Regions from separate parts of the Triticum aestivum genome. Here region 1 is linked to region 2. A link is a contact called in public Hi-C data. All regions are on one chromosome and are shown on one strand. The core of a region is the stretch at or near the end of the contact, and the rest is flanking DNA. Distances in the headings are between cores, read along the strand shown. Region 1 holds the start of LOC542778 (glucose-6-phosphate 1-dehydrogenase, cytoplasmic isoform). Region 2 overlaps LOC123189571 (plant UBX domain-containing protein 1).

The links. A called contact is a pair of places that touch in the nucleus more often than the background predicts.
Region 1: a Hi-C map of leaf shows a contact between it and region 2, with 6 times the contacts expected there. The contact joins the promoter of LOC542778 here to the enhancer-like site in region 2. A contact is called at or near these places in 2 of 5 Hi-C or Micro-C datasets (both in leaf).

Annotation. Positions count from the first base shown.
Region 1 is chr2A:585,821,714-585,825,535 of IWGSC CS RefSeq v2.1, forward strand. LOC542778 (glucose-6-phosphate 1-dehydrogenase, cytoplasmic isoform) reads left to right here and starts at 2,068. Exons shown (of 16, transcript XM_044602016.1): 1 at 2,068-2,216; 2 at 3,361-3,570. The coding sequence starts at 3,400.
Region 2 is chr2A:585,608,882-585,612,662 of IWGSC CS RefSeq v2.1, forward strand. LOC123189571 (plant UBX domain-containing protein 1) reads left to right here. Exons shown (of 8, transcript XM_044602015.1): 7 at 3-219; 8 at 709-1,119. The coding sequence ends at 712. Among protein-coding and RNA genes, the nearest start is that of LOC123189571, 5.9 kb to the left of the region's middle. Within about 2 kb of position 2,355, at least 2 of the 8 cell types and tissues checked have an H3K27ac peak or open chromatin away from gene starts, as enhancers often do. A contact at or near this core is called in leaf, where this site is marked.

The DNA.
Region 1 (3,822 bases), core at 818-3,317, 210 kb after region 2:
CCTCGAGCTCATAAGTTTTCGTTTGTGTTGCTCTATGCATTGGTCCTTTGATTTGCTCAATGTTGGAACTTATTAATCATGTCATTGTCTTGCTTTTCTAGCCTGGATGTGCGTGCGCTTTGTACAAGAAGATGGAGAAGAAGCCCTTCATGTTGATGCATTGTTGGATGAAGTTAAGTAGGCAAAACAAGTGGGCAAACCTTTCCCACTCCATTAAGACCGATGACGCCAAAGCCGATGACGATGCGGTTGATCCAACCATCGAAGGGACGCACTGGCCCCCTGTGTGGCTAGGTCAAGGGGGAGAAAGTGTGATACAGAGAAGAAGAAGCGAGAAGGAGCGGCGACCAAGATGACAGAGAAATTTGAGGTCATGATGGCAAATAAGGAGGCGGCTGTCAGTTGCAATGATACGAAGGTGAAAAGGATGGTGGAGAGGTTTGGCATGTTTATGGAGATGCAAAACAGAAGATTGAGCTCGAGGAGATGAAGCTTTCTATCAAGGCTGAAGCCGAGGCACAAAAGTTGTTGTTTGTGAAGGCGACAAAGTTTGTTCAAGACTTTTGTGCTAACTTCATAGAGCAACATTGAGCAAGAACCTTAGTTATCCTCGAAGGATCATTAACAAGAAGCACAAAAATGAATACCTAGGAAGTACTCCTATCCATTCTCTGGAAGATTTGAGATTCCGGAAATGTTTATATCTTACGTAATTTAGATCACTCAAGCTCAACCACCACTAGCAATATTTAACAAACTTTGATCTTTAGGCTCACAGGTTTATTGAACAGACCGACAAGGTAGTTGCCAATACCTAGCGGACCTACCTATTTTTACGCCTGGGTGTGACCTTGTAGGATTCCTTTGGTTTGAAGGATTTCAAAAATACAAGGATAGGAAAAACACATAATAGTATAGGAATGCATGCGCAAAACATAGGATTAGTAAATGTAGGAATGGGTGTCAAGTTCATAAGAATTCTAATAAACATGGTCAAATCAAAGTCAAAACGTATGAAAATGTATAGTTAGAATGTTATTTTTTATGGGAGCCTAGTTAGAATGTTATTATGCTACTAAGGATATTATTCTTGTTTGGTGCATGCGAATTTGAAAAAGAGGTCCAAGTGGATGTTATAATTTTGGTGCTTTTCCTTTGAATCAATGGTCAAAGAAAATTTTCATATTCCAACGTTTTTCCTTCGCACCAAAGGAGGTTCTAACTTGTTTTTTTTGAACATCAGTACAGACACAAGTGCTCATATACACGCGCATACACTCACTGAATGCACATCGCCGAAAATCCTGAAATAAATCCAGAAATAAATGCGAGTACCAAGATTTGAACCCTGGTGGGCTGGGGATACCACCGTCCCTCTAACCATCCAACCACAGGTTGGTTCGCAGGTTCTAACTTGTTGTTGTTGTTGTTGTTGTTGTTGTTGACTTGAGTGACATATTCACTCACGTGTGCACCCACTCCCTCAATTGTTTTCTCAAAATAAACAAATAAAAGGATTTCATACATCTAAGGTTCTTGCTTGAAAATCATTTTTGTTGCTGCTGAAAGTGCATGCACACTCTTATCTCTCAGTGGTGCGTGATGACATCATACCCACGTCACCAAATGCCGCCACTACTTCTTAAGTCCGGGGATATGGTTTTTGTTCATTCCCGCTTTATACGCGGGGACCATTTGCTAATCATGATAACTTTAATCAGATCTCCAAAAGAAACTGGAAGAAGTCTGGAAGCAAGAGCCGCACAGGCGCACATACAATTTTATTTTCCGTAAATAAATGGCGCAGTATACAGTAATCAACGGACGGGGACAATCGACAACTTTTTCCTTGCCGTTACCGCGCCTCCTTTTCACATAAGCCCCCTCTGAAGTCCACAAAATTCCCACTGTCAGATACACGTACGCTTCGCGGTTGGTGGCACAGCACAGAGCACGCAGCCCCGCTTCCCAGGCGGCCAGGCCGAAAGACGGGTAGGTAGTGGACAGGTGAGGCGAAAGCGGGAGGCGGCCGAGGTGACGCCGTCGTGGGTATAAATGGCGGAGCTGCCAATCCCACCACAGTCAGGAAGGAAGGAAGGAGCCACCCCCCCTCCCTCCCCACCCCATTCCCACCCACCCAGCATCTCGGCAGTAACTCTCCCGCCCTCCCACGCGGCGCGCCCGCTCGCCGCGCGCGCGAATCTCGATCGCCACTGGTCAGTGATCCATCTCCAACCCCCGGCCGCCGCTAATTCTTCTCGCTCGTCTCCCGTGGGAGAGTCTCTCCTGTTTGCTTCCGCGAGTAGGTCCGAGGTTTCTCGATCGGTGGCGTGGCGCGGCTCGTCGCAGTCCGTCTTGCTCTGCCTGCCCTGTTCTTCTGGGCGAGGCTTTTCGGAGGTTTTTGGCGGGCTGGGTCGCCGTCGCCGTCTTCTGCGCGCTTTCTTCGGTTATTTCTAGACTAGATTCTCTCCGCGAACCGCGCCGGGTTTCTGTCCGTGAGGTTTCCGGCGTTGGATCTCGTAGTCGTGATGCCTACCGCGGTGATGGAGATGTCCTTGTCGCTCCCAGATTTCTCTTTCTCTTTCTCTTTGAGGATCTCTCCAATTAAATGGCGAGAGTTGCGGTCAAGCTTAAGCCCGGTGTAACGGGGTTCCTTCGCTCTGGAGTACTACTAGTATTTACGAACTGCACGTTTTTTCTGTTTCGGATGTTTCGTCGGGCCTTCTTTTTGCCGGAGAGCGGTTTGGTCTGTTGCTATGAACCAGGGAATGTTGTTTTGGTCTGTTCAAGTCCTTTCCTGTTTCAGTTCAGCTCTACTACCAGAATCCGAGTTTTGCAAGATCAAATTCAGGATTCAAGCACGGGCTTATTTTCCTTAATAGCTGTTCAAATTGGAATTGAGTTGTTTGTAGTTGTATGCCTGATTTCAGCAGTTCTAAGTTGCGACTGGTGTAATACTTAATGGTGCATGTTAGTTTCTTATATTTAGATGAGGTCGTCAAACATTGCTATGTTGATCTTGGATGCATAACGGGTTCAGTGTTCTTGACAGTTGGAGTGATAAACTGAGATCACTTTGTTGTCAGAAGAGTGAGGTACACCGAGCATTACAAACATTTCAGTTTAAACAGGAAATACGATTTTGGATCTAGTCATGTGCAGTTTCTGTTTCCAGCTTTTAAGGGCAGCAGTAGTATAAATTGGCAATTCATCGGATAAGCCAAACAAAGCCAACCATTCATACTTTCTGCTAGCTAATTTTGTCTGATACTGAATTTCCATTTCGATGAGTCGCATGGCAATTGTTAGGCTAAGTTCAGATAATCTTACCATTTAATCTTATCTTGCTCACTTGGTTAGGTGTACTGTTGAAGGAAGAAGAGAATCATCCTATTTGTCATGGCGGGAACTGACTCCTCGGCGTCATCGAGACAAAGCAGTTTCAACTCATTAGCAAAGGACCTAGAACTTCCTTTGGAGCAAGGGTGCCTCACCATCGTTGTACTTGGGGCTTCTGGAGATCTTGCCAAGAAGAAAACGTTCCCGGCACTCTACCACCTTTTTGAGCAGGTGCTGTGACAATAACTAGCTGTTCTTATGCAATTTGCAAAACCTATTGTTAGAGGGAATGTACATTGAGTTGAGGCATTCCAGAAAAAGGAATAATTGGTATTCACTGAACACAAGTATAAGTGCAAACAGCTGTAACCATTTTTGTTCCTGGATATGAATTAAATGTTTTAGGAGTTAATCCGGACTGGTGGAAAACTATGGTTTAAGATTCTACTTATTCAACAACAACCTGTGTTAACACCATTTGCA
Region 2 (3,781 bases), core at 1,105-3,604:
AGGGCCGGAGTTAAATACAGATGCTGTAAAATCCGGACCATATCTCCGTGAAGAAATTCGAACTTTGGATGGACTGTCACTTGAGTCGGAACCTTCTGACCAACCTGATGATTCAAAGACAAATTCTGATTCAGCTCATCAGTCTTATGCATTCCAATCTGATTCTGCACCACCACCAGCAGCAAATAAGAAATCAGCCAAACCAAAGTGGTTCAAAAGGTACAGTTGCTTCTAGTGTCTTAGTGTTAGGAAAGATCATTGAATTTGTTATGATCACTTGTATGTTGTTGTTGAATAACCGACCATGTCTTGAGTTTTGTGCTGAATTAAATGAAATCATCATTTCATTGCTGACTTGTCCCTTTGTAGAGTTTTATTTAGAATGAGATAGTTCGTGGACTATCCCAACAGCACTCTTAACTGTGATGGTAGTCCATTAATAAAAAAAATCCTCTCCAGATATAGCATTAACAACTGAACAATGAGCTAGTTTTAGGAGCTCACCAAATTAGTGCAGAATCATAGCTCTCCAAGTAGGAGTAGCATTTTACTTGCTAATTACACATATGTGAAAGTAGCTAGTTGCAGGTTCGTATGTGTTGACACAATATGCCACAAGAATATTCTCTGTTGCCTGCTTGCACCTTTTTCTGCTGGAGCATTCTTTGTTTTGTGCTAGATAATGACAGTCTATCTAACCTTTTGCAGGTGAGAGCATCAGAGCGTCAATAGTGCACCACCAGCGCGCAACAGCACTTGATTAGGCCTCTCAGCAATCCCAATGCATGATTGATCAGATTTCATGGTTCAACGGCTTCAGCTATGCCGCCCTAGTAGGAGAATTCATCCTGTGTTGCATAGGAGTTGTCGAACCATCGGAATTAGATCTCATATGTTCGTGGTGGTAGCATGTAAATTTGGCTAGTCAAACTGCTTTGTGGGTGTGTATTGGTTAACCCACCTCTCAGATATGTGTAAAAGGCCCCATAGAAACGAAGGAAATGACAGGGCCCGTGTTGTTTACACTTTACTGCATGAATGATATCCAGTAGCATCTTCATGAGAAAGATGGCTTGAGTTGACCGGAAAATTACCAATAAAGTATCGTGGCTTCTAACATGAGTTACTTTGCATTATGTTATCTTGTTTGCGAGGGATGATGTCATGGCTTTGTTTTGCTTTTCTGCAGCAAAATTTTATGTTCCCTCAGTGAGCAACTAGTAAAGATTATGAGTGTTGCGGCGATGGTAAGTCGCAAAGCAGCATGCATTTTCAATGGCTAGTGGCCGTGGGGCTGCAAGATCGTGCTGAGTGGATGCTTTTGACGGGAAGGTTTAAATAATCGCAGCCTCACAGGCTTAGTGTATTGCTAATTTGCTAAATAACAGATGCCAAGGGACACACGGGGCTGCTATACTAAAGCTTCACGTGGCTGCTTTGCCAATGTCCCTGTCGCTGGATGCTTCTGCTCCATTTGCATTTCTATTCTCTCTCTGCATGGTTATTTGCTGGAGTGAGCATCGAAAGAAACAGATACGTTTTGTTGAGGTTGGAGCGATCCGACCTGATACACATGTGATGTGGCTGGTTCATCTCCGTTGACTTGCAGCTTACATGTGGTTAAAGCAACTCCATCTCAGCAACCCAAACAGACGCAGATTTTATCCTTTTTTATCCGTTTGGGTCGCCTGTCCGGCCGTCTGTGTTTGCTTTTTTGATTTGGGTCGGCCGGTGCGTTCAATGGGGCTGGACGCATTTTAGATATGTCCACGTTGTTATTCGGTCGAACTCCCGCACTGCCTTGCCCGCTAGTTTTCGGCCGCGTCTCGTCCCGCAGCTCTCGCGTGTCCGCTGCGTTGGGCAATCGTTTTTGTCCGCGCAGATCCAAACAAACATGGTCGGACGAAATGAATCATTCGGTTGAAATTGCTCTTAGTTGGCTAACGAACGTAAAAAGGTCTCAATCCTAGGGACGATGCTTCGGTGCCTTAAGGCACCTACCTTTGTGTCTATGACATGTGGGCCCAACAGATGGCTGGCCCATATGTCACTGACCCAAAGGCAGGTGTCTTTAAGACACCGAAGCTGCGTCCCAGTCGTGACCCTCGTTGAGCTCTCGAGCAGGCATTCTTGACCATGACCCCGAAACAAATGTTTTTCCGAAAGTAAAAGGTCACGACATGGACCTCATGCTGTAACCCATCTCGGAGCTGACTGCGAGATGACGCACAGAGAGAAGAAAATCGTGTGGAGACGGTGTCTGAACCTTGGACCGGCGCTGACTCCACGGCTTTGCTGTTTCTCTTCTCGAGTATGAAATGAAAAGAAACAAAAGCTGGCCTCCCTGTTTGCAGGGGGGTTGGTTGGAGGAGTACGAAGATAGCCGCCAGACAGACCGCTCCGTGGCTTTCCCTTTACCCGGTCCTAGTCAAACGCGTGGGCCGCCTCCACGTACCGGATTTCCACCTGACATCGACCACGTCGGCAAACTCCACGACGCTTTTTGGACTAGAGCTAAAAACAAATCTACCCACTTTTCCTAATTCATTCACAGCTATATCAAGGAGAGGAACCGACTAATTCCACAGCAGAGAGCAACATACTGCTGCAGTGCCGAATGATCTGCGGTTGATGCTTCACAAAGGGACAAAATAGCCACGTGTCCCCCCATTGGCCCACTGGATGAGGGGAGCATGTGCGAGTGCGACCCATTATTTGTTGGCCCTGCCTAGACAACGAGACAGACCAGTACCGTGCTTCTCTCTCAAGCCAAACGCAGATCGGATCCTTCTATTCTATGGCCTTGATCGAGGACGCATACGTCTGACCGAGAAAAGAGATTATATTTCATTTCAGTTCAAGTACACACGTGACCCGTGCGGACCTCGCTATGCATGTATTTTCGATCTCATCTGCCCCGTCCAAACCGCAGCGGGCTCTTTTATTTGCAGCAACTTGACAGACGTCGTCGCGCTACGACGATCCGTATCGCGATGCTGGTGCACAGATCTGGTTGAAAATGTGATGGAATGGTTTTCTTTGTGAAGTGGGAAAACGCATCGCACGTGTCGCCAGTGGTTACGTCGTCCCATCATCCAAGCGGATGACAAGCAAGTAACCCCTCATCTGATCGCCGCAGTTCGTAGGAGCAATCCGATCGGAAAGCTACCGCTCGGCTCAAGCGCAATGCAAATTTCAGCATGAGGGTCTATTTCCGTACGAGAGATGATAACAGCTCCACATTATCTACCTACCTCATAAGAAATGTCTTTTCTTTTTGTGGTACAAGAAGCTAAAACTTCAAACAGTACATGAAACGCTTGGGAATCATCTTCACGCCTATTGCCGTATCGCATCTGTGTCATGTGTTGTATCACATTATGTTTTTTGCGTTCCAATTTGAAAGCTTTATTCAACGAAAGAGCTCCTAGCATCATCAGCTATAAGGCAGGTGAGTAGGAAAGAGGGTCTAGATTCAGTCCAACTTTCGGTGACCATCGCATGCATGTTTAGCATAAAGGTGGGCCGGTACATTGGCTGATCTGCTTATATGTTGAATATCAAAAGAAAAAAAGAGAAAGCTAGCTCTCCAATTTCTAAAAGTAAAGGTGCCACAATAGAAAGGCTATTGTGGCGAGTGTCCCAGAGGTTAACAATCTTTAGACAGTCTGTTTCCATGATCACATGGGAAAAACCACGTAGATTAGCAAAGATAACTCCATCACGCAGCGCCATAGTCTCCCCAATGAACGAATCCGATATAATGTCACGGGACCATGTA